Linked DNA regions of Mus musculus: all the other regions are linked to region 6. Evidence: chromatin contacts called from public ChIA-PET, HiChIP or PLAC-seq and promoter capture Hi-C data. All regions are on one chromosome and are shown on one strand. The core of a region is the stretch at or near the end of the contact, and the rest is flanking DNA. Distances in the headings are between cores, read along the strand shown. Region 1 holds the start of E430018J23Rik (RIKEN cDNA E430018J23 gene). Region 2 holds the start of Mcmbp (minichromosome maintenance complex binding protein). Region 3 holds the start of Fbrs (fibrosin). Region 4 holds the start of Bag3 (BCL2-associated athanogene 3). Region 5 overlaps Inpp5f (inositol polyphosphate-5-phosphatase F). Region 6 holds the start of Pycard (PYD and CARD domain containing).

What was found. ChIA-PET counts read pairs in DNA pulled down with a chosen protein or histone mark. HiChIP or PLAC-seq counts read pairs in DNA pulled down with a chosen protein or histone mark. Capture Hi-C pulls out chosen DNA fragments and counts their contacts.
Region 1: an H3K27ac HiChIP or PLAC-seq map of microglia shows a contact between it and region 6, with 8 times the contacts expected there. The contact joins the promoter of E430018J23Rik here to the promoter of Pycard in region 6. A contact is called at or near these places in 1 of 115 datasets of contacts at active chromatin or transcription factors (microglia) and 1 of 9 other capture datasets (liver).
Region 2: an H3K4me3 HiChIP or PLAC-seq map of embryonic forebrain shows a contact between it and region 6, with 2.5 times the contacts expected there. The contact joins the promoter of Mcmbp here to the promoter of Pycard in region 6. A contact is called at or near these places in 4 of 39 promoter capture datasets (cranial neural crest, embryonic stem cells, hippocampal neurons and 1 more) and 4 of 115 datasets of contacts at active chromatin or transcription factors (astrocytes, bone marrow-derived macrophages, embryonic forebrain and 1 more).
Region 3: a contact with region 6 is called in an RNA polymerase II ChIA-PET map of effector CD8 T cells, with 6 read pairs. The contact joins the promoter of Fbrs here to the promoter of Pycard in region 6. A contact is called at or near these places in 2 of 115 datasets of contacts at active chromatin or transcription factors (effector CD8 T cells and thymic regulatory T cells) and 1 of 9 other capture datasets (pancreatic islet).
Region 4: a contact with region 6 is called in a promoter capture Hi-C map of pancreatic islet. The contact joins the promoter of Bag3 here to the promoter of Pycard in region 6. A contact is called at or near these places in 1 of 39 promoter capture datasets (hematopoietic stem and progenitor cells), 1 of 484 Hi-C or Micro-C datasets (embryonic stem cells), 2 of 115 datasets of contacts at active chromatin or transcription factors (effector CD8 T cells and kidney) and 1 of 9 other capture datasets (pancreatic islet).
Region 5: an H3K27ac HiChIP or PLAC-seq map of thymic regulatory T cells shows a contact between it and region 6, with 4 times the contacts expected there. The contact joins the enhancer-like site here to the promoter of Pycard in region 6. A contact is called at or near these places in 2 of 39 promoter capture datasets (the C10 cell line and embryonic stem cells), 1 of 484 Hi-C or Micro-C datasets (B cells), 3 of 115 datasets of contacts at active chromatin or transcription factors (memory CD8 T cells, pro-B cells and thymic regulatory T cells) and 2 of 9 other capture datasets (adipose tissue and macrophages).

The regions. Positions count from the first base shown.
Region 1 is chr7:127,391,542-127,395,202 of GRCm38.p6, reverse strand. E430018J23Rik (RIKEN cDNA E430018J23 gene) reads left to right here and starts at 1,582. Exons shown (of 3, transcript NM_198011.2): 1 at 1,582-1,950; 2 at 2,089-2,202; 3 at 2,688-3,661. The coding sequence starts at 1,767. It also overlaps a transcript of Zfp764 not described here.
Region 2 is chr7:128,738,997-128,742,480 of GRCm38.p6, reverse strand. Mcmbp (minichromosome maintenance complex binding protein) reads left to right here and starts at 2,052. Exons shown (of 16, transcript NM_145955.3): 1 at 2,052-2,348. The coding sequence starts at 2,291.
Region 3 is chr7:127,476,916-127,480,623 of GRCm38.p6, reverse strand. Fbrs (fibrosin) reads right to left here and starts at 1,666. Exons shown (of 18, transcript NM_010183.2): 1 at 979-1,666; 2 at 509-688. The coding sequence starts at 1,425.
Region 4 is chr7:128,521,901-128,525,667 of GRCm38.p6, reverse strand. It overlaps Bag3 (BCL2-associated athanogene 3), which reads right to left and starts at 2,085. Exons shown (of 4, transcript NM_013863.5): 1 at 1,624-2,085. The coding sequence starts at 1,809.
Region 5 is chr7:128,631,620-128,635,411 of GRCm38.p6, reverse strand. All of the region lies in intron 1 of Inpp5f (inositol polyphosphate-5-phosphatase F), which reads right to left. Among named protein-coding and RNA genes, the nearest start is that of Inpp5f, 22 kb to the right of the region's middle. Within about 2 kb of position 2,086, at least 53 of the 459 cell types and tissues checked have an H3K27ac peak or open chromatin away from gene starts, as enhancers often do. A contact at or near this core is called in B cells, memory CD8 T cells and thymic regulatory T cells, where this site is marked.
Region 6 is chr7:127,992,125-127,995,899 of GRCm38.p6, reverse strand. It overlaps Pycard (PYD and CARD domain containing), which reads left to right and starts at 2,033. Exons shown (of 3, transcript NM_023258.4): 1 at 2,033-2,517; 2 at 2,729-2,785; 3 at 2,935-3,775. The coding sequence starts at 2,247. The coding sequence ends at 3,188.

The DNA of each region.
Region 1 (3,661 bases), core at 333-2,832, 600 kb after region 6:
AGGAAGATAGCCCCTTGTCCTGAAGTCTGGCTGAAGCGCCTCCCCAGTGAGAAAGAAAGAAATTTAGCAAATTAACATTTGCTGTGAATGATGCTGAGTACAGATAAGATTCCTTTCTTTTTTTTCTTTCTTTTTTCCTTTTTTTTTTTTTTTTTTGTTTGTTTTTTCGAGACAGGCTTTCTAGGTAGCCCTAGCTGTCCTGGAACTCATTCTGTAGACCAGGCTGGCCTCAAACTCTGAAATCCGCCTGCCTCTGCCTCCCAAGTGCTGGGATTAAAGGCGTGTGCCACCACTGCCCAGCCAAGATTCCTTTCATAGGTAGGTATTTTATATTAAAATAGCAATGAACCAGACTGAAAACCTGGATGTATATGACCGTGAGTAGGGCCTCATTCCTCTCTTGGATATTTCATGGGAATCTCACAATCTTCCCAGAAACTTTAATTCCTTCCTGGAAGTGAAGGGGAAAAAAAATCCAGATGGGCAGATGTAGAGTTTTAGAAGATTAGGTCGTGAATGTTCCGAGTGTCCTGGCTGATCAAAGACCAGCTCTATGATCTCAGACATGTGTCAAGGACAGTATTTCTCAACTACTTTGAGATGTGTAGACCAAGCTGGTGGAAACAACCTCTGAGACTGCTATACTTTCTAGCTTATTAATATTCTTCCTGCCACAGGCTTTCTGGGGCTCCACAATACACTGACCAGAAGAAAAACACCAAACACCTGTTAATTCCTGAGTCCAGCCATTGCTGGACCTCCATCTTGCTGACAGGGTTCAGGATCCCAGGCTGGAACTAACAACTATCCTGTGACTTTAGGTGTTTCATGTTTGTTATCCAGTAAAGGCTGTAAAGAGGGATGTTGCTGTTATTTGCTGTCTAAACTAAGGCACACAAGTCATAAATGTGCAGATTGCCCACTCCATTGTTCCCTTATCATTCTAAATTCCAGACCAGTCCAGGATGCGACCTGGCTGCAAAAGCTAAATCAAGGAACCTGAAACAAAGTGACGCTGATGAGGTCCAGTCACCAAAGTTAACTTCCTTGCTTAACCCATTGTGTGAAAGACTGACTAACGCAACAGTGCACCCAAGTCCCCCTTGCTTTGTGTTTTCATCCTATGAAAACGTTATATAAGCTCTGTTCCGGGATGCTGTTCAGCTCCCAAATTGGCCACTACATACGCGTGCACAGAAATAAAGCTTTCATTTTTAAACTTCTATCTCTGAAATGAGTTTTCTCAGATTCTACCCCAACCCAAAATTCACAGACTGCTTCCACCTAGCTTAACTTGAGAGTGGTGTGAACACACAGAATCTGTACCATTCCTCAACTGCACGATACTCGCGGTCCTGGAGTCCCCGCCCACATAGGCACGTCCACTTCAGTCTTGGTCTTAGATTGGCACTTGTAGACACTTTGGCCATTTTGGATGAGGGCTAGAAAACAATGACCCAGGAAATCCGGTGACGTAACCTTGGGCGGGACCCCAGGGATCAAGGTTCTTGTTACTCCCCGCCCCGCCCCGCCCCGCCCCGCCCCCACACGTTTATGCACAAATACTGCTACCATTTCTATGAGTTCATCACCACGTCTTGCATCTGTACCTGCTTCTAGGAATCTTCAATTTTCACCTACATTAGGGTGCTCACGGACCTGATATATGTCCTTTCTCAGCCCTGGTACCCCACCGCGGCAACCTAGGATCTGGCAGGCGATCCAGGGGACGCCAGGCAGATCACGGAACAGTGCGGGGAGTCCCCATGGCGCCGCGGATGGCCCCGGAAAGGGCCTCCGCTTGGCCTGCATTCCTTAAGCCTGGGACTGTGAGCTTCGCGGACGTGGCCGTGTACTTCTCCCCGGAGGAGTGGAGGTGTCTGCGGCCGGCGCAGAGAACCCTGTACCGAGAGGTGATGCGCGAGACCTATGGTCTCCTGGCCTCTCTGGGTGAGAACCTTCCTGGCCGCCTGGGTTCGCGTAGCCCTTGACACTGTGGGTCATGCGGTGGATCGGAGTTCCCTGGGTACGGGTGGTCGTAACAAGTGGGTCGACCTGACTCGTGGGGTTTGCTATCTTTCCCTCCAGAAGTCGGGGGCGACAAACCAGCGCTCATCTGCTGGGTGGAGGAAGAGTCCGAAGTGTGGGGACCCGGTGCCCAGGAGCCAGAGGTGGCCATGTGCAGGACAGAAGTCCACTCAGGTGAAGGACTGGGTACTTGCCTGGGGAAACTTCTGTGTTGCCAGCCTGTGTGGTGTCTTCTAGTGACTGCACTTACTGCCTGGCAGTTTCTTCCCTGTTTTTCTGTTTCTTGGCCAAAGCCATGATGGCTGGCCCCTGGATTCATCTGAAAAGGGTTCTGTCCAGTGCTCTCACCTCATATCTACAGGGTCACTAGGCTGTATAGGTTGTAGCCCCTCGTTCCCACTCCTCTGCTGCCATCTCTGTGACTGCGTTCTGGAGTCTCCTTCAGTTCTTGCTGTCCACCTCTGACAAGTGCTTAGCTCACTGCACTTGGGAATGGGGACCACACAGACACCTTTCTTTATGCTGCATCTGGACATCTGTGCACCACGCATGCTCAGATGCTGTGGCCTCTCCCCTCCTGTGCCCTGTTTCCATGTGGGGCTGTGGGAATCGAGGGGCAGTAGAGTCAGAGTCTGAGCTTTGTCATGGTCTCCCAGCAGATTGCAGGCACGAGAAGGAAGGGAAGAGACCAAGGGAAGAGACCAAGGCAACCAAGAAGATACTTTCTCCAGAAGCTGGGCCTATGGAGCCACGCCCCTCCTTTGCTTCCCCTTCTTGCAACTTGGAGCTGCTTTTCAAGAACTCTCAGCAGGGGCACCCCACTGTTGCGGTGCACAACCCTATCCTAAAAGCAGACCAGCGTCATGGGTGCCATGTGTGTGGGAAGAGTTTTGCCCACCAGTCCAAACTGGTGGAGCACCTGTACACTCACACAGGTGAAAAGCCATTTCAGTGCCCAGACTGCGACAAGTATTTCGGCCGGGCTTCTTCCCTGAGCATGCATCGAGCCATACACCGAGGGGAACGGCCGCATCAGTGTCCTGACTGTGGGAAGAGTTTTACCCAGCGGTCCACATTGGTGGCGCACATGTACACTCACACAGGCGAAAAGCCGTTCCATTGCCCTGACTGCAACAAATCTTTCAGCCGGCCTTCTTCCCTGAGCTCTCACCGGGCCATACACAGAGGGGAACGGCCTCATTGTTGCTCTGACTGTGGCCGAGCTTTCACGCATCGCTCTGGCCTCATTGCCCATCTCCGTGTCCACACTGGGGAGAAGCCTTACTGTTGTGCTGATTGTGGACGCTGCTTCAGCCAGAGCTCTGGGCTCCGTGAGCACCAGCGGGTGGTACACAGCGGTGTGACCCCCTTCACTTGCACTCACTGCGGCAGAGCCTTTGCCCGGGCCGCATATCTTCAGTGTCACATGCGCACCCACACGGGTGAAAAGCCTTATTCATGCCCTGACTGTGGACGCTGCTTTCGACAGAGCTCTGACATGGCAGCCCACAGGCGGACCCACAGTGGTGAACGACCCTACCCCTGCCCTCAGTGTGGCAGACGCTTTCCCACGAAGTCAGCTGTGACAAAGCACCAGTGGGTCCATAGACCAGGAGCTAAAGGCCATAAGGAC
Region 2 (3,484 bases), core at 803-3,302, 750 kb before region 6:
GGGATCAAGTATTCAAACCTTTGAGCCTATGAGGGCCATTCTCATTCAGACAACTACAGTGTCTTAGCCACGTTAGTTTTCTCAACTCACAAAAGTCAGACACAAAGTCATATTGAAATGCCAAGTCCTAGTTCCCTCTTTCATCCCGAGTCACTCCAAATCATGCCACTTTGGCATAAAGATTATCTTGAACTGAAAGCAACTGAGCAGAACCATGTATAAGAAAACCGCTTGCCCTCCCATTGTCTGTACAAAGGCAGGAGGGTTTCAAGGCATCCTCCCACCCCTTTCTACCAGAAAACACAGAAGCTAGTTACCTGGAAGAGCTTTCGATCCTTTTGTTTGGTGGTTGGTTGGTTTGTTTTTTTGTTTTTGTTTTTGTTGTTGTTGTTTGTTTGTTTGTTTGTTTGTTTTTGAGACAGGGTTTCTCTGTGTATCCCTGGCTGTCCTGGAACTCACTCTGTAGACCAGGCTGGCCTCGAACTCAGAAATCTGCCTACCTCTGCCTCCCAAGTGCTGGAATTAAAGTTGTGTGCCACCACCGCCTGGCTGAGCTTTCGATCCTTATCAACCCAGAAGCAGAAAGATCTTATATACTGTGTCTACCATGAATCTCTCCTATTTTGACTTCCTGCAGCTTGTTGCCTTTGGGAACTAAGAACTACTTTCTTCTGTCATTTCTCTACAAAGTTATTGTTCTTTGTGGGTGATCACAAACTTAATTTTTCTTTCAAGACAGGGTTTCTTGAAAACCTGTGTATCCCTGGCTGTCCTAGAACACGCTGTGTAGACCAGACTGGCATCAAACTCAGAGATCTTCCTGCTTCTGCCTCCTGAGTGATAGGATTAAAGGCATGGGCCACCACTGTGGAGCTCTTAATTTTTATCTATTTGTTTTTGAGACGGGGTCATATATAGGTAGCTCAGGCTGGCCTCAAATTCAGTGTGTAGCCAAGGCTGGCTATGAACTCCTGACCTTCCTTGACTATATCCCAAGTGCTATGATTTAAGGATACGTTCCCTCCAGGGGACCAACAAAGGCAGAAGGGCAGGTTTGGTTCCCTTTTCCTTCTGAACTACAGAGGTTTCTGGGTTTGGTCATAGCTGTCTCTGTTCATCTGTCGCCATCTCTCTCTGTTTGATCCCTTGCTAGGGCTTGCATGACAGGCAAGTGTTCTGCCACCAAGAAGTTCTTATTCTTCAGCTATATACTTTCTAGATTACATTCAGATCACCACTACCTTTTTACAGCCGAGTAGGTATAGATGATGAAATCAGGGTTTTCTGAGGTATATCCCATTTCTAGGGAAAATGTCTTCTCTATGAAAACTTGACAGTTCCTAAATTCTCTAGGCCCTTCAGGGTCTGCCCTGTAAGAGTGTTCTGATCTGTATGCTGTATAGGAATCTTGTCATAGCTCCCTAGTTGCCAGGTTGGAAGCAGAGATCATTTGGGTGTTTTGAGGTTAGAAGCTAAAGGCTGGGCTAGGAGAGAGTTCTGAGCACTTGCCAGTTCCTTGGCCATATTGAGATGCCCACAAAGGCTACACAACCTCCTTGATTAAATCGTTCAGGAAGAACTCACTGAGCTGGGGGCAAATCTTATACAGGACTTTGGGCAGGGCACCTTAGAAGAGTTCTACCACCAGAAACAAGAGGCACAAGGGGATCAGATGATCAGACACCAAATAGAATTTCAACCTTTAATTTTGCTTAGAGATGACTCTTGAAGTTGGCAGAACGTGCGTCTTTTTGGTCCAGGTGCAAGGACTCAAACTTTGAGCCAATGAAGCACCCTGATGGAGTTTGCCACCAGGCGCGCACACAGGGACCACTATACCAAGCACAGACGCGCTCCTCTGCCCATCTCCAAGATGGCGGCCCCGGGATTGCCCGACCTGTCTCCGTCTCCAAAATGGCCGTCCGCCCCGCCCACTCCCTCCCCTCCGGGAGTGCGCAGCACGCTCCCGCCGCCCCTCCTCCTCGAGCTCCACCCAGGTCGCTGGCAGCGCGGTCGGTGGCCGCGATTTCCCGCCATTGTGAGAAGTGGAGGCTAGGACGGTCTCCCCCCCACCCCTCCGGCCGCTGGCCAGCAGCTCCGAGGCGCTCGTGCCCGTCACCGCAGCCACCTCTCCTTGAGACGCGCGGAGGCCCGTGGCTCGCGACGCCCCCGCGCGTGGGAGGGCGCGGACGAGGAGCGGCCGAGCCCCCGAGAAGCCGGGCTCCGAGCGCGCTCGGCCCGCAGAGGAGCGCCCGCCGCACGGGCCGCGCTGGCCCCGGCCCTCAGCGCCATGCCCTGTGGAGAAGATTGGCTGAGCCACCCGCTCGGGATCGTGCAAGGCTTCTTCGGTGAGTGGCGCGTGGCGAGCAGGGCCGGGAGGGGAGCGGAGTTTGCGGGACCAGGCCCGCCGCGCGGCCGCACTCCGGACGACGGGCCGGGGGAATCACTGCCGAGGGCTCGCGTGGCCCCGGGCCTGGAAGCCGAGCAGAAGCAGCCGTCTCCGGCCGCCGGCGCTGGCGCCGCCGCCGCCTCCCGTCACCTGCCCGCTGCCCGGCCGCGGCTCGCTGGCGGCGGGGCCGCGGCTCCGAGCGCTAGCTGTGATTGACGGCCTGGCTCCGGGCCGGTGGCCTACGTAGCCCGGGTGCTGCAGACACGGAGAGGTCCCCTTGCCCACGGAGGGCCCTTAGAGCGGCCGCGGAGAGAAGCCACTGCCTGTGGGAGCCTGCGGGATATTTCAAAACTTCCGGGGTGTGTAAGGGAGTGCTCGAGCCTTCGCTCAGAAGTTCTCTCTGTTTCCCTTGACATCCGGGAGAATGCTTCTTCTTTTTTTTTTTTTTTTTTTTTTAAATTATTCTTCCTGCCCTGTTGACATTAGAACCCGTCTGCTCTGTTACCTGTTCCCGTACCAGGGCTAGCTAGAAATACTCAACTACTTAGATGAGTTGCCACAGAACGGGAGCCGAGAGTGCTGTAGGCAAGCTGAGTAAATTCTAGGTGTAATTGTCATCGTTGCTTTTTTTGGTTAACCAGACCTCCGATTCCCACGCGCATCCCAGATTTCGGTGCGTTTAATGACTGGCCTGTGCCACCGGTCTCCGTGGAATGTGTTTTCTGTAGTAACGCTCCCACCGGATCGGATTCATTTTACCTAGAATTCTAACTAATCAGGTAGTTTCCCAGGGTGAAACTAAAGCCGGCAGATAGAAGGGCTGGGTAGACATGACGATTATATAGCCAGTGAACACACAGTGTCTTCAACAGGGGCAGGGGTGTGCAAGCCCGCGAAAGAGTAAACCACGGGCTTGGGGTATTATAGCTCAGTAGTAGAATGTGTGCCTGGCCTGATGAATGGTCTGAGTACAGTGCAGGTGGAAAGAGGCAGATTCAAACCTAGCCATCTAGGGTGGTTATCAAAGGGTGTGTGTAAGCTGCTACCTGTGATTCTGTCATTTGGAAGGCAGAGCCCTTCGCTAAGTGCTAGTAA
Region 3 (3,708 bases), core at 417-2,916, 510 kb after region 6:
CTACACTGGGGCCCAAGACGTTCTAGGGGGCTTTCCCTAACCGCAACCCTCTGCCCATCCCCCAGACAGAATGAGTGGCTTCCTCATGTGGGTTTCTGTAGCACTTTGCCTAGATCTCTCCCAGATCACTGCCTTACACAGCTGCTCAAGCTAGTCTAGGTGCTTGCTTTTTGGCTGTTTCTTTCCCCTTAGGCTGCCACCAGCTAGAGGAAAGGACAGGACATCTCTTATTTATAATTCAGCTGTCTTTGATGTATCTCTTGAATTATCAGCTTGTTAGTAGTATACATAGCACAAGCAAAAGCAAGTGAGTTTGACTCTAGTTAGGTCCTTCAGACCTGGATTGGAGATGGGGCTGCTGTCCAATTTGTTCTGCCTTCCCCTGTGCTCCTAGACACTAGGATTACTGCTGGGATCGGCAGTTGTGATGCTCGTGGGAAGTCAGTCTACAGGAATGATATATTCCGACTGAACAAATTGGAAGGACTGGAATCTGGGACATGCTCACCTCTTTCCTTCTTCGCTTATTGGGCCATTTACGGGGCCTATCCCCAGAGGGTCGGCCAGGCTCACGGTCTGAGCTGTCCCCTGGTTCCCCAGTGGCCCCACTGGAGCCCCCCCTCTTCCGTTTCCCAGAATGCTTCAGCCGATGTTCCAGTCGTTCTGGGGGCTGAAGAGATGCATCCTTCTGTAGAAGAGGTGGTGGAAATGTGGTTGGAGAAAGAAAAGCTCCTTAACTCTCTAAGGGTGACCAAGTTACTCAAGTGCCTCTCAAGCAGGGGAACCTAGGTAGTCCCCAGACACTAGCTCTACCTCCTCCCACCCCAGGGTGGGGCAGAAACCCGGCAAGAGGAGCCGGTTGCTCTGGTTTGGGGTGTCACCACTGCCCCCTCAACCCCATCCTCTGTAAGGGCTATACCCTTCTCTCTGCCCTTCTGACCCACCTCCCAAAGACCCCCAAATCCCATTAGGGCACACCTGCAAGGCCTCAAGGCTGGCAAAGCTAGCGATGGCAAAACCATCGATCAGGTCTTCCTCCTCTTCCTCCTCCTCAGGCTCCTCCTCGGCTTCTCCGTCGTCTGCGCCCCCCTCTTCCTCCTCGTCCTCTTCCTCTCCGCGGCTGCCCGAACCGGCAGGCCGCTTCCGAGCTCGCGGTCTCGGGGGTCGAGGCCTGGGTCGGGGCCGCCGCCGTCGTAGGCCCCCAGGCCGCTCTCCAGATGAAGCTGACGACCAGGGACGGGCGGGCGGCGGCGGTGACGAGGAGGATGAAGAGCCTCGCGGGGCGGCCAACAAGGCCCGGGGCGCGTCACCGCCTGGACCTCGGCGGCGCCGCTGCTCCCGATCACGGTCTCGCCGCGAGCAGCGTCTCCGTCGCCGCTCCCCTTCAGCTGCCCAGCCCGGGCCTGGGGCCGCGGCCGTCTCCATGGTGACGGCCCTCAGCGCCGCATCCGGAGGCGGCGGGGCCCGAAGCGGCCTGTCCACAGGCCCCGGGTCGCGAGCGCGGCGCTGGCGCTTGCACAGGGACGGGAGAGCTCCGGCTTCCTCTTTAAAACAGGATCCGCTGGCCTCTGGCTTGCCCCAAGGCCAAGGCCCAGAGAGCCGGCGCCGCCCCCGGGGCGACAAGCCTGAAGGCCCCCCCTGTAGGGCTGGCGGGGCCGCGACGACTAAAACTGGGCGGCCGTCCCTTTAAGGCGAGGCCTCAAATTGTCCAGCCCCCGGCCCCTTTAAGACGACTCCACCGTGTCCGGCTGGTCTAGTGCGGTGGCGGCCCCGTGCCAGGGGTCGAGGCAAGTCTCCCAGAGGAAGAGGAAGGACCACCCCTTTAAAAGGGGCGGAAAGCACGACTTCCCCTTTAAAAGTGTCTCAAGTCCTCCGGCTGAAAGAGGCCACCCCTTTAAAGAGTCCAGAGGCCTTCAAACAGCGAGTCGTCCCTTTTTAGAGAGCGTAGCTAAGTTTCTAGCCCTTCACAGGCTGTCACTTCCCCTTTAAGATGAATTTAATGAACTTCTTGCGTGGGGCAGGAGGTAGGAAAACTCCACTTGCCCCAATTCTTCCAGCAGGAGTTGTTTGTCAGCTTCTGCTGTCCCCTTTAAGACTGGCGTTGGAGTCGGCCGAGTTCGGTACCCACCCCTTTAAGGAGATTTAACGAGGTCTCCGCCTCCCGTAGCCTTGAAAGGTGCAAGGGGGCGGAGCCTGCCGTCCAAAGTCCCGGATGTGAGGCAACGGTGACGGATAGAGCTTCTCTCTCTGTCCTCCGACATAAAAGACTCTTCCTCCTTTCCTCCGTTCCTAACCGGCTTGTAGCTAGAAGGATCCGGAAAGGCCACTGGACAGTGAGGAACTCCGCCGTATCCTCCTGTTGTCTTCTTCGGCGTCTACGGCTCTTCTCCACCAGAACTTCCCTGCCCCTCCTCCCTCTTCCTCCTCAGCCAACGCCTCCTTCCTCTCTCCGCCTCCTTCCCCCTCCCTCCGAGGCTCAGTCGTTTATAGGTTGGCAAGTAAACGTCAATGCAAAGGGCGGAGTCAAAGTCGCCGGAGTGCCGGACGTAACAGCCTTCAAATGTGGGATTGGGTTGTCAGGTTAGCCCCGCCCTCCCCAGGTCTTGTGACTGGACTGGTCCGAAGTAGGTGTTTGGAGCAGTTCCTTAGGCCACCCGCCTCTTCCTGCTCTCTGTTTATTGGCCATCTACTGAGAGACAGTGCGAGGCACTGGGAGGTGGTGCCTGGAGTGGTAGGCAGCAGGCCACTGGTAGGCGTTAGGCTGTCCTAGGTGCGCTTTTCTGGTGTGTAGTGGCTGCCTTTTTGCCTGTTGGTATTTCGCGCAAGCGCATGGCGCTAATGCCTTCTGCCCGTCTTTGGGCGGATCTGTCTACCGTGGCGTCTCAGAAAACCCAAGCACGATCCGCGAGAGTCAGAGGTGGGGCGGAGACCAAGCTCCCAGTGGCCGTCCCTTCCTGTGCTCAACAATAATAAACACTTTGCACTCCAGTGCGAAGTACTCTCTCACATTAATTCACTTGGTAATGAGTTCCGAGGTAAATATTTGCTCTCCGATCCATTTTACCAAAGGTATCTGTATACAAACTGCCAGGATTCTAGCTCCAGAGTGAAGGTCCTGGCCACTGTGCCACCAACTGCAGCACTTAGGTTGTACCACTCTGATCTGATTGTTTAATGTATCATTAGTGTGTGGGCATGATGTATGTGAGGGTGCGAGTGCCATTAGATGTATGTTGAGACGAGAGGACAACTTTGTAGAGTCTTCAACATGTTCATGGGTTTTGGGGATCAAACTCTGGTTACTAAGCTTATGTATGTACCAAGCGCTTTTTCAGTGGAGCCATCTCACTGGCCCTGGCTGTTCTTTTAATGTGGACATTTCCTTGACAACCCTTGTTTTCTTGTCGATATAAAATAGTGATAAATTCCCTAACAGACTTTGTGCCGGTCGACTCTCTATGATAGATTGTCCTAAGTTGGCGATGGCAGCATTTGGGAGGAGTAAATAACATCTTCAAGGCCTTAACCTGTTCCAAGGCCTTTTCATTCTATGATGTAAGAGTTGTGTATCCATGGTATACATAGCACCACATAAAGCAGCTCTCAAGTGTCATCTCTGGACTGGGGATGGAGCTCAGAGGTAGTATATACAAGATTCTAGGTTTGATCCCCCAGCCCTGCCAGTGGATGAGAGTGGGGTGGGCAATT
Region 4 (3,767 bases), core at 836-3,335, 530 kb before region 6:
GAACAACAATATGAACCAACCACTACCCCCAGAGCTCCCAGGGACTAAACCACCAACCAAAGAGTACACATGGAGGGACTCAAGGCTCCAGCCCAATATGTAGCAGAGGATGGCCTTGTGGGAAATCAATGAGAGGCCCTTGGTCTTATGAAGGCTCTGTGCTCCAGCGTAGGGGAATGCCAGGACAGGGAAGCGGGAGTGAGTGGGGTAATGAGCAGGGAGGGGGGGAATGAGATAGGGGGGTTTTCGGAGGGGAAATGAGGAAAGGAATAAAATTTGAAATGTAAATAAAAAAATATCTAATTTTAAAAAAAGAAAAACAAAACAAACAAGAAAAATCCTACCTAAATTTGTATTTTTAAGTTCTTCACTCAAAATTCAATCGAATTTTTATTTATTTTTATTTTATTTTATTGGTTTTTCGAGATCGGGTTTCTCTGTGTAGCCCTGGCTGTCCTGGAACTCTGTAGACCAGACTGGCCTTGAACTCAGAAATCTGCCTGCTTCTGCCTCTCAAGTGCTGGGATTAAAGAGGTGTGCCACAACTGCCCAGCTCAATCTTTTTTTTCTTTTTTTTTATAAAAAAAGACAAGGTCTTATTTTGCAACACAGGCTAGTTTCATTCCAACTTAATTACTTAATAACTTTTGAGATAGACTCCGATTATATAGCCCTGGCTAGACTTGAACTCAAGATCCTCTCGCCACAGCTTCCTGGGTGCTGGGATGACAGGCCTGAACCAGGCTGGGCTTCATTCCAAATTTGTATTTTCAATTTTTCTTGCTTTTTAGATTGAAGTACACAAACCTGAATATCTATGCAAATGAAGCATACACCTAGTGTTCACCAGACTCCTCAGCTGTTTCTGGTAACAAAACTCCAGTATTTGAAAAGGACAACAAGGAATCACGCCATTAAAAATACATTCTTTCACTCCAGTGTGAGTCTTAAGGCAGTGGCTAAGTATGGTGATACAATGTCTGATCTTTAGTTTTGGAACTGTCAGAAAGAGTATCTTAAAAAAAAATAGTGGTAGTATCAGAATTTTCTCTAACTGAAAGCAGTTTCGACCAGTAATAATAAGTTTAATGGGGGAAAATAACTTATTTACTCGAGCCTCCTGAGTCACTCTATGCCTAAGATCCAGTAAACTCAAGATAAGCCTCAACTAAGTTCTGAATTTGAAAGTGAAATCCCCACAGGAGACTCCACTCAGCAGCCTTTCAATCCTGGCCGTGCGCCATCAGCACCGGAGGGAGCCCAGGGTCTCAGCACGGGACGCGCGGGACAGAGAGGCGGCGGCCGGGCCTGGCCTGGGCCTCAGCCGCTCATCAGGCCGGTCGCCCTTCCCTGGGACGCGGCGCACCGCAGCTCAGGCCACCACTGCCCTTCGCCCTTCGCAAGAGGCTGTGGAAAACCACCCGATGTCACCACGCGGGTCGCACCCCGCTGGCTACCGTCCAAGGCCACCCTGCCTGCGGCTCTCTGCGGCCCGACGCCCGTTCGAGGCGGATATGGTTAAGGACTCTCCTTGCGCAGCAGGGCGCGGGGTGGGGTGACTCGCATAGCCCTGGCTCGACCAGGCCCCTTCGCCGTCGAGGTGGGACGGCAAGCTCCACTCACCTTAGGGCCCTCGGGGGGCACACGCGGGTCGTTCCACGTCGTGGTGCGGCTGTTGTGGTCCACGAAGAAGGGCCAGCCGGTCTGCGGGTCGATTTTGATCTCCCAGCCCGGGGGCAGGGGGTCTCGGTCGCTGGCTCCGTTGCCGGACGCCATCTGCATCATGGGCGATTGGGTGGCGGCGCTCATGCTGGGTTAGGGTCCGCCCGGGGCGCAGAGCTAGGGCGCGGGTCACGAGGTCGTGGAGTGCGGGCACCTCTGTGTAGCCGATGTGTCCGGGAAGCCGGCGCCGGGCACCTTTATGAATTAAAGGACTGGGTGACGTGGCCGAAGAGGGGTGGAAGTGTCTGGAAATAGCCTCCTAGCTGCCAAAGGGGAAGGAGGAGATAAAGAGAAGGCAGCAACTGGCCGGCTAGAAACTTCTGGTCCCATCCAGAGAACTTGGCGGCCGCCGTGGGTTGGATGCGGAGCTCCGCCCTGAGTCATAGGCTATAATCGCGGCGGGGCGGGACCTTGGGAGGGATCGGAGGCGGGGATTTGTCACCCGCCCCTCCTTCTCCTAGACTACCCAGGCTGTCCCTCCCTATCCCTGTCCTGTGTGTGTCCTGGGGCCTGTGCGCCTCGCGCCAGGTTGACACGCACCGGTGTCCTTGTGCTCTCTGGCTGGTTTCTGTCTCCGGACTCCCCACCACTCTTTCGTGCCGCGTGGGGGTGTCCCGGGGTTAGCAGTCCAAGGGCCGACACCTGGGGCCCCACCTTTGTGTAAGGACTAAATCATCTTTAAACTCGGAAAGTCTAGTTCTTTCTCTCTCTTCACACTCAGTGACGCTGGCGTCCTGCAGTGACGTTTTTAGTAACTTTTTCTCAAGGGCCTTATGACTTCTGAGAAATTCTGGAATGCTGATCTGAGGTCACAACAAAAAGAAAGAGCTGTGGAAACTCACCTGCCTGCTTTGGAAAACTGAAGAAGCAAGGACTAAAGTGACAACTTTGTGCTCTTGGCCTTCTATATAGGCACTTTCGCACAGTGACTAGACTTCAGAAACACCTGGAACCAATACTGAGGCCAATTTCCTGACTCAGATTCAGAGAATGTCCTGGGACCTTCAAAGATACATCTCTGGCCTCTTCCCCTCCGATTTTTACTCTGTGGCAAATACTAGAGGACTCTGCCAGACATTTCCAACAAGCTGATTTTTTTTACTTCCAAAGACCTTCTTACTGACTTTGAAGTCTCAAAGCCTCAGTATAAGTATTAACATAGTTAGCCTTCAGGTACTGCCTGGTGCCACCAAACACACCTGTATAAGCCCAAATGTGGGAATATTGACTTATTATCATTTGATAGTCACATTGAAAGGTCTAGACACTTAGATTCACTCACTGGTCAGTGTCTGTCTTTTGCTTCTTTATACCTGAACCCACCCAGCACGTGGCTAAATCCAGAGTCCATCTTCAATAAAGGAATAAAGATTGATGTTTATTGAAGACTGAATACAAAGTGAATTTTTTCGCTTGTTTTTCAATACAAGGTATCTTTGTGTAGTTTTGGCTGTCCTAGAACTAGCTAATTATGTAGACCAGGCTGACCTTGAACTCACAGAGATCCATCTCTCTGCCTCCCAAGTGCTGGGATCAAGGGCATGTGTCACCACTGCTTGGCTGTGGATATTTTTTTAAAGATATGGTCTATCTATATAGTTCTGCCTCCCAAGTATTGAGATTAAAGGTGCACACTACCATCTACTACGCCTAGCAATGCCCTATTTAAAAAATATTTAAAAAAAATAAATAAAGATTTATTTTATATGTATGAGCCGGCTTGTGCAATGCCTTCCGAGGTCCAAAGAGGGTATTGCATGCCCTGAAACTGTAGTTATAGATGTTTATAGCTTCCTTGTGGGAACTGAACCTGGTCCTCTATAAGAGTAGCAAATGCTCTTAAGTCATCTCTCCCGCACCCCCACTTTGTCCTCAAATTGCCCCTTCGTTCCTACCATCCATTCCTATCTTGCTAAGTATTTCTTGACTCTGTGACTCTTCTCTTTCTTCCGTCCCAGCCATCTTACGCTTTCACCTGGATCCTTCACAGCACCCTAATGGGTTCTTCAGCCTTTGGGCTTGCCTCTAAACCTCTTGCCCATATA
Region 5 (3,792 bases), core at 837-3,336, 640 kb before region 6:
ATTAATATTTCTGCTGGTTCAGGCCAGCAAGATGGCTGAGAGTGTGGAAGTGCTCAACATGAAAGCAGAGTTTAATGCCCAGAACCAACGGGGGAAGGACTGACCAACCCCAAAAGTTGCCCTCTGACTTCCACATGTGTTAATAATAAATGAAATTTTAACAGCACTCAGGAGGCAGAAGCAGTCATATCTGAGTTCGAGGCCAGTCTGATCTACAAAGTGAGCTCCAGGACAGCCAGGATTGTTGCACAGAGACAGAGAAACCCTGTCTCAATAAATAGGTTAATTAATTAAAATATAATTTTCTGCTAAAATTGCATTTTAATTATTACCACATAAACTTAATTTTACTGAAATATTATCTGTCATTCATACAGTAACAATACACTAATAGTTTAGTTTTCAAACTCATTTCAGTTTTGATAGTTTTTCACTATGCATTAATTTCTTGAGTCAGGATTAGCCATGGCTAGCTGTGAACTCACGGTGATCCTCCAGCCTCAGACTTCATAACTGAGACTGTTATTTCTTCTCCATCTTTACTGTTATATTTTCACCAAAAAACAAAACAACCAATACATTTCTTCAGTTGATTGTGGCTATTTTGCCTTGCTAGGGGTGAACCCAGGATTATAAGACTAGGGTTTCATGCATGATGGGCAGCCTACATGCACACCTCAACTTCATTGTTTTATTGCAAGAATTAAAAACATTTTAAAGGCTCCTCCTATACATATCATCATTTCTAATATTTCTTGCTTTGTATGTGTCAAAGTAGGGACACAAATGTGCCAAGGTGCACATGTGGAGGTCAGAGGATAACTCGTGGAGTCAGTTCTCTCCTTCCTCCAGGTGGGTTCCGGGGATCAAACCCAGGTTGCCAGGCTTTTGAGGCAAGTGCCCTTACCTAGTGAGCCATCTTGCCAACCCTCATTTCCAATCTTGACAACATTATGAGGTTGGCATTAGGTGACCCAGTTTACAAGTGAAGAAATAATGCTTAGAAAAATAACAGAGTTGCTTGAGGGACCCAAAGAAGCCAGGGACTCCACAGGAGGGCCAACAGAGTCAACTAACATGGACCCTTGGAGGCTCCCAGAGACCAAACCACCAACCAAAGAGCAAGCATGGGTTGGACCTCGGCCCCCTGTATATGTGTAGTCAATGAGCAGCTTGGTCTTCATGTGGGCTCTCCAACAACAGGAATCTCTCCCTGAATCTGTTGCCTGCCTGCCTGCCTGCCTGCCTGCCTGTGGATCCCATTCTCCTTGATCTGCTGTGTGTGTGTGGGGGGGGGGGGGGTGAGATACTAGAGGGGGGCTCCCCCTTTGCAAAGATGAAGGGGAGGGAGGAATGGGGGAGGAGCTGCGGGAAGGTGGTCCTGGGAGGAAAGGGAGGCTAATATTGGTAGGTAAAGTTGAATGAATAAATAAATTTACTTAAAAACTAAAAAGTTCCAGGACGGCCAGGGCTATACAGAGAAACCCTGTCTCGAAAAACCAAAAAAGAAAATAAGAGGGAAAAAAAAGGAAAATAACAGTCAAACTGCCCACAAGACAGGAGTCAGAGCCTCAATCAAAAGAAATATAATAAGACTCTGCCTCAAAAGCGTAAGTTGAAAATGTCAAAAAACTTAAATTAAAAACAGGTATAGTGGCACAAATCTTTAATCTCAACACTTGGGGCATAGAGGCAGGCAGATCTCTGTGAGTTCAAGGCCAGCCTGACCTACATAGTGAATTCCAAGCCAGCCAGGCCTACACAATTTTGAGATCCTGTCTCAAAAATTTAAAAAACAAATAAATAGAGTTAGGAATAGCAGTGCATGCTATAATCTCTGATGTTGTCCAGGCTAAGGCAAGAGGATCTTGAGTTTCAGGCCACCCTACTCTAATGGCAAGACTGTTTCTCAAAATAAACAAAACCAAAGAGGCCTGCCTATCTGACTGGGGTTGTACACCCCAGCAACCTGCTGCAACACCTCACCTTCCCCCCCCCCCCCCAAACAGCGCAGTGAGCCACTGAAACAGGAAGTTTTAAATGCCGCATGTGATTACAAAGTATCAGTATGAGACGGAGGGGGAAACTGGCCACTGAGGTAAGACTAGTCTGTCTCGTTTCAGGTCTCTGCCTGCATAGTAACTGCAGTGCCACACAGAACTACCTCCTCTTAAAAGTCTTTTTCAAGGGCTAGAGAGATGCTGTGGTGAGAACCAGGCTGATCTGCTATACTCTCTTCAAGCCCTGATATATAGAAAAGGCCTGGGGACTGGGTCTTGGGGAAACTTCAGTTTTGGATCCTGAGAACCCAACTCTTCCCCCTAAAGTGGTTCTTAACCCTCTTAACACTGGGACCCTTTCATACAGTTCATGTTGTAGTGACCTCAACCATAAAATTATTTTTATTGCTACTTCATCACTGTAATCTTGCTACTATTATGAACTGTAATGTAAATATTTGTTTTCTGATGTTCTAAGGGGACCCTTATGAAAGGGTCATTAGTCAATCCCAAAGTGGTGGTGACCCCCAGGTTGAGAACCACTGACCTAAAGCGTTATGGTTATCAGAGCCAAGGATGCTGCATGCGTACTTGTTCTGTGACACACATGAAGTGTCCTGTGTTCCCTTTGTGAAGCATTGCTTGGTTAGCATCCAGCTGACTTCAACCATCATATGAAAGTTTCTTCTGTCTCCTTTCCCTGCAAACCGTATATATGATGTATGTATGATAAAATAAACTTGCTGAGATAAGACAAAGTTTATATGAGACCTCCTGGGCCTCAACTTTCCCATCTTCTCTGTTTTCTGATCTCCTGGTCTGTTCAGAACCTACCAGTGAAGAACAGCCAGGACCTGAGTGCAGGTCGATGGTGCGACGGTTAGGAGCACTTGTGACTCTTACAAAGGATGATCAGTTCCCAGAACCCTCAAGATGACTGGAACTCCAGTTCCAGGGCATCTGACACCCTCTTCTGACCTCCACGGCACTGCACATGGAGTACACTTACTAACATACATGCAAGCAAAAGACTTAACACATAAAATATAAATAGATCTTATAAAAAATCTTTTTTAAAGAAATAGAACATCCTGGCATAATTTTCCATTTAAGGAAGTACTTTTTCACATAAATCTTTAATTAAGATTTTTTCTATTATAAAAATACTGTGATAAATGATGAATTTTATGCAAATATTTTATTTGTCTCCATCCTTAATAGCATTAAGATAGATTCCTAGAAATGAAAGTAGTAGTCACAACATTAAAAAAAAATAAGGCTCTCAAGCATTACCAAATTACTTCTATTAAATGTTATGTCACATTGATTTCTGCCAAAAGCATATTTAAAAGTTTACTTTAAAGTTTACTTATATATAATTTTCCTGCATATAGGTATAATATATATATATATATATGTACATATATTTACATATATATGCAGGTAAACTTAAAAACACACACACAGGATCTCTCTCTAGGTAGTCCTTGCTGTCCTGGAGCTCACTATATACCTAGGCTACTTTGAACTCAGAGAGATCCACCTGCCTCTGCTTTCCAAATACTGAGATTAAATTAAAAGTATGCAGCCCTACTACACCTGGCCTAAAATTTACCAGGATCTTTTAATCTCTTAATTTAATGGCATCCATTACCTAGAAATAGGCTATTTTCTATTTAACTATAAAAGTAGCTGCTTTCCTCCTTCTACACCGATCTCCTCGTGTATGCCATCCCCCTGCTTTGGCCTTCTTGTTTGTATCTTTAATTTCCCTGTGAGACTAAAACAGGAG
Region 6 (3,775 bases), core at 784-3,283:
TTTGCAAATCAGACTCTTGCACCTCGCCTCAGTTTTGTGCATGGGGCAAAACCTCCTGCCTCTGTCTCTCGTATATTTCTACGATTCTAGGATTAGGACTTTTGTCATTCTATGAAGGCCCCTCAAGGCTAAGTCAGTGACAAGCCCTATGCTGGGTATTGGCCAGAGATGGTCCAGATCTGGTTTCTGCTCTTAAGTTCTCAGACTCTAGAAAAAGTAGACACATCATATTATAAAAACTGTGGCAGAGACATGGAAGAACATCATGGGGAGAAAACAGAGGGTAAAATAGCAGGGAAAGTCATGTTGGGAACAGAAATGAAACAAATAAATGCACGAGGCCCTAGGTTTGACCAGTTATTTTTAAAAAGACAGAAGCTAAGCTGATAAGTTATCAGACCAAGGTGCTCTTGAGTCCATCGTCCCTTTTGTACATGGCTATCTTTCCCATTAAAAGGACTGTCAAAAAGCATGTAAGTGACACTTATGGAGGATCCCAGCCTAAAGAAGAGTTGAAAATTACTTAGTAATGACATTTGACTCTGAGGAATCTGGGGACTCATAGGAGTAGGAAAGGGACAACATCCTTTGTGTAGGCTGTAAGATGCATATATGGCCATAATGATCTGAAAATTATGGAGGGATCAATGAGGAACCATAAGCCATGAGTCAAGGTACACTGGCTATCTCACCACAATTGCTGCTGGTATACCATGCCACAAGGATGGACACTCTGTCACCCTGCAAACTTAATCCATAGTTGTAAAGTGTCAAGAGTTAAAACTCTGCTGGTCCTAGTGGCACACACCTTGATCCAAGCACTTGCGATGCAGACACGTGGATCTCGAGTTCCAGGACAGCCAGGGCTACAGAATGGCATCCTGTATAGAGGAGGGAGGCTCCTTAAGCCAGATGTGGTAGAATACACCTGCTATTCCAATTCCAACCAGTCAGGGGGCTGAGCAAAAAGGATCAGGAGTTCAAGACTAGCCTAGCTTACACAACAAGGTTATCTAAAGTAAATAAATAGGCAAAGCATTAAGTGGTGACTAGGTAGCGGGCCCTTGGCACATGCTGGGCATTATAACAACCTCCCTAGCCTCCCCTCCCCCACAAAAGCACAAGAGCTACAAAAAAGTAGCTTTGTTCACTAGCAGCAATATGATCTAGATGGGTAGATGGAGGACTCTTAAGACTGGACTCTCGGAGGAAGTAACATTTAACCTGAGGGTTGAGGAGCCAAGCATTTGTCTGAGAGAGAAGCAATTTCAAGGTTTAGGGAACAGCATGTGCAAAGAATTGAAAAAGCAACTCCAGAGGAACTGAGCTTGAAGATAAGGGTAAACTGGCAGTGTGGTATAAAACAAGACTGACTAGATCAAAACTGGGATGGACCAGTAGACCCCCAGCCATGTTTAAAGCCAGTTAGGAATTCTGGGTACAGAGCAGGCTCCAAGGTCATCCTAACCAGCCCAGGAGTAAGGGGGTAGCTAGCTGTCTACTCAGGTCTCTACACTCCAGTTGTCATCACACTACAAAATATTTAATAGCTGGGGCATTTGGTAAGGTTTCAAGAAGCCTTAGCCCTTCCAACCCAACCCATCATGAGCCCAGGTCCCCCACCTTCTAGCAGATGTGAGGCTGAGAGATGGGAGTGACAAAAACTTTTAGCTGAAAGAAACTAAGGTGAAGACATAGTCACTCTCTTTCGCACTTCATTTTGTCCAAATCTGTGGAATTCAAGGGGCTTAGTGTTCTAGCTGTTAAAATTCTAATATTCAATGGCATGTGAGTGGATCCTAAGATCTGGGGAAACAAAATTTGGGGCGTCTAGATTTCCAAGATTCTAAACCTCTATGCTCCAAGAAACTCAACAGAAACAGGTTGCTTTTCAGCAACAGCTGGTTTGCAAGTAAGCTCTATTGAGTCTCTCAGCATCTCCGGACCTGCCAGAGTAACAACTTAGCTCCACCCTCTGTCCCCACCCCACTTCCTCCACCAACCCACCTCCACCTAGTTTCTTCAGCCTAGCCAAAAAGCCAAGTCTGAAAGTCTTAGGGGCGGAAACCAAAACTAGTTTGCTGGGGAAAGAACAGGAGCTGTAAGAAAAGAGGGTGGGGGAGTCCCAGCATGCCCATCGGCCTAAGCAGCTGACTTCCTGGTCTTGGCGGGCTGGCAGCAGGCAGGCTGCAGCAGGCGAGCAGCAGCAAGAGTAAAAGGTGACCGCGGCTGCCCACCCCAGAGCCATGGGGCGGGCACGAGATGCCATCCTGGACGCTCTTGAAAACTTGTCAGGGGATGAACTCAAAAAGTTCAAGATGAAGCTGCTGACAGTGCAACTGCGAGAAGGCTATGGGCGCATCCCACGCGGGGCCCTGCTGCAGATGGACGCCATAGATCTCACTGACAAACTTGTCAGCTACTATCTGGAGTCGTATGGCTTGGAGCTCACAATGACTGTGCTTAGAGACATGGGCTTACAGGAGCTGGCTGAGCAGCTGCAAACGACTAAAGAAGGTGAGTGTGTCCCCTTGTTCGTCTACCCTCAACTTCCTGCACACCAGCAGAGGCTTGCCTCTTTGGCGCTTAACTGTTCCTCCTGCCATAGCCAAAAAAAAAAAAAAAAAAAAAATCTTCCCTTTGTAGCCTTGAACTTAGCACCGTGGGTGGAGTGGGAGTGAACCCCTGAAAGTCTGTTGATAAAGATCCACCTGGCATTTCTTTGCAGAGTCTGGAGCTGTGGCAGCTGCAGCCAGTGTCCCTGCTCAGAGTACAGCCAGAACAGGTGAGGCCTCCCCACCCTACCACACCCTTGCACAGCCTATCTTTGCCTATGTAGTCATGGTGGGTGGCTTTCCTTGATTCTCCAACCCCTAAAACTGCGTTAGTAAATTTTGAAGCAGTTTTAAACACTGCTTTCACTTCCACCCTCAGGACACTTTGTGGACCAGCACAGGCAAGCACTCATTGCCAGGGTCACAGAAGTGGACGGAGTGCTGGATGCTTTGCATGGCAGTGTGCTGACTGAAGGACAGTACCAGGCAGTTCGTGCAGAGACCACCAGCCAAGACAAGATGAGGAAGCTCTTCAGCTTTGTTCCATCCTGGAACCTGACCTGCAAGGACTCCCTCCTCCAGGCCTTGAAGGAAATACATCCCTACTTGGTGATGGACCTGGAGCAGAGCTGAGGTATCTTTTCCAGCTACATTATCTAGCTCCTGACTTTGTATACACAATTTTTGAAAAAACAATTTGTATTTGTGTTTACTCTCTGGGATGTTTTTGCTGAGCTAAGCTACATTTCCAAAGGCCATATGTGGCCCAGTGGTAGAACATATACCAAACATGCACAAATCAGTCTCCAACACCTAAATTCCACAGACCCAAGTTATGGCTTCTCCATTCTAGTGCAAAGGCTTCTCAAATGATTCCTGGCTCCCCATTTGGGAGCTTTTCCCATATTATCCCAAAAGGCTACCTTTGAGAACACATGTAACATTATCCAGGTCAAGCTAAAAAGCGAGAGGGGGGGATGGGAACCAGGTAATGGTTAATCCCAGCAACCAGGAGGCAGAGGAGGCTGTTCCAGAACAGCCAAGGGTACAGAGAGAAACCCTATCTCAAAAAAACAAAAACAAAAAAAAAACAGGCAATGGGGCTTAGAAAGGCACCTAGAAACAAACCAGTCCGTAGAAGACTTTGGGCTCTGGGAACTCCTGTCTAGACAAGGCTGGCCTAACTCAAGAGATCTGCCCAGCTCTGCCTCCTGAGTTAT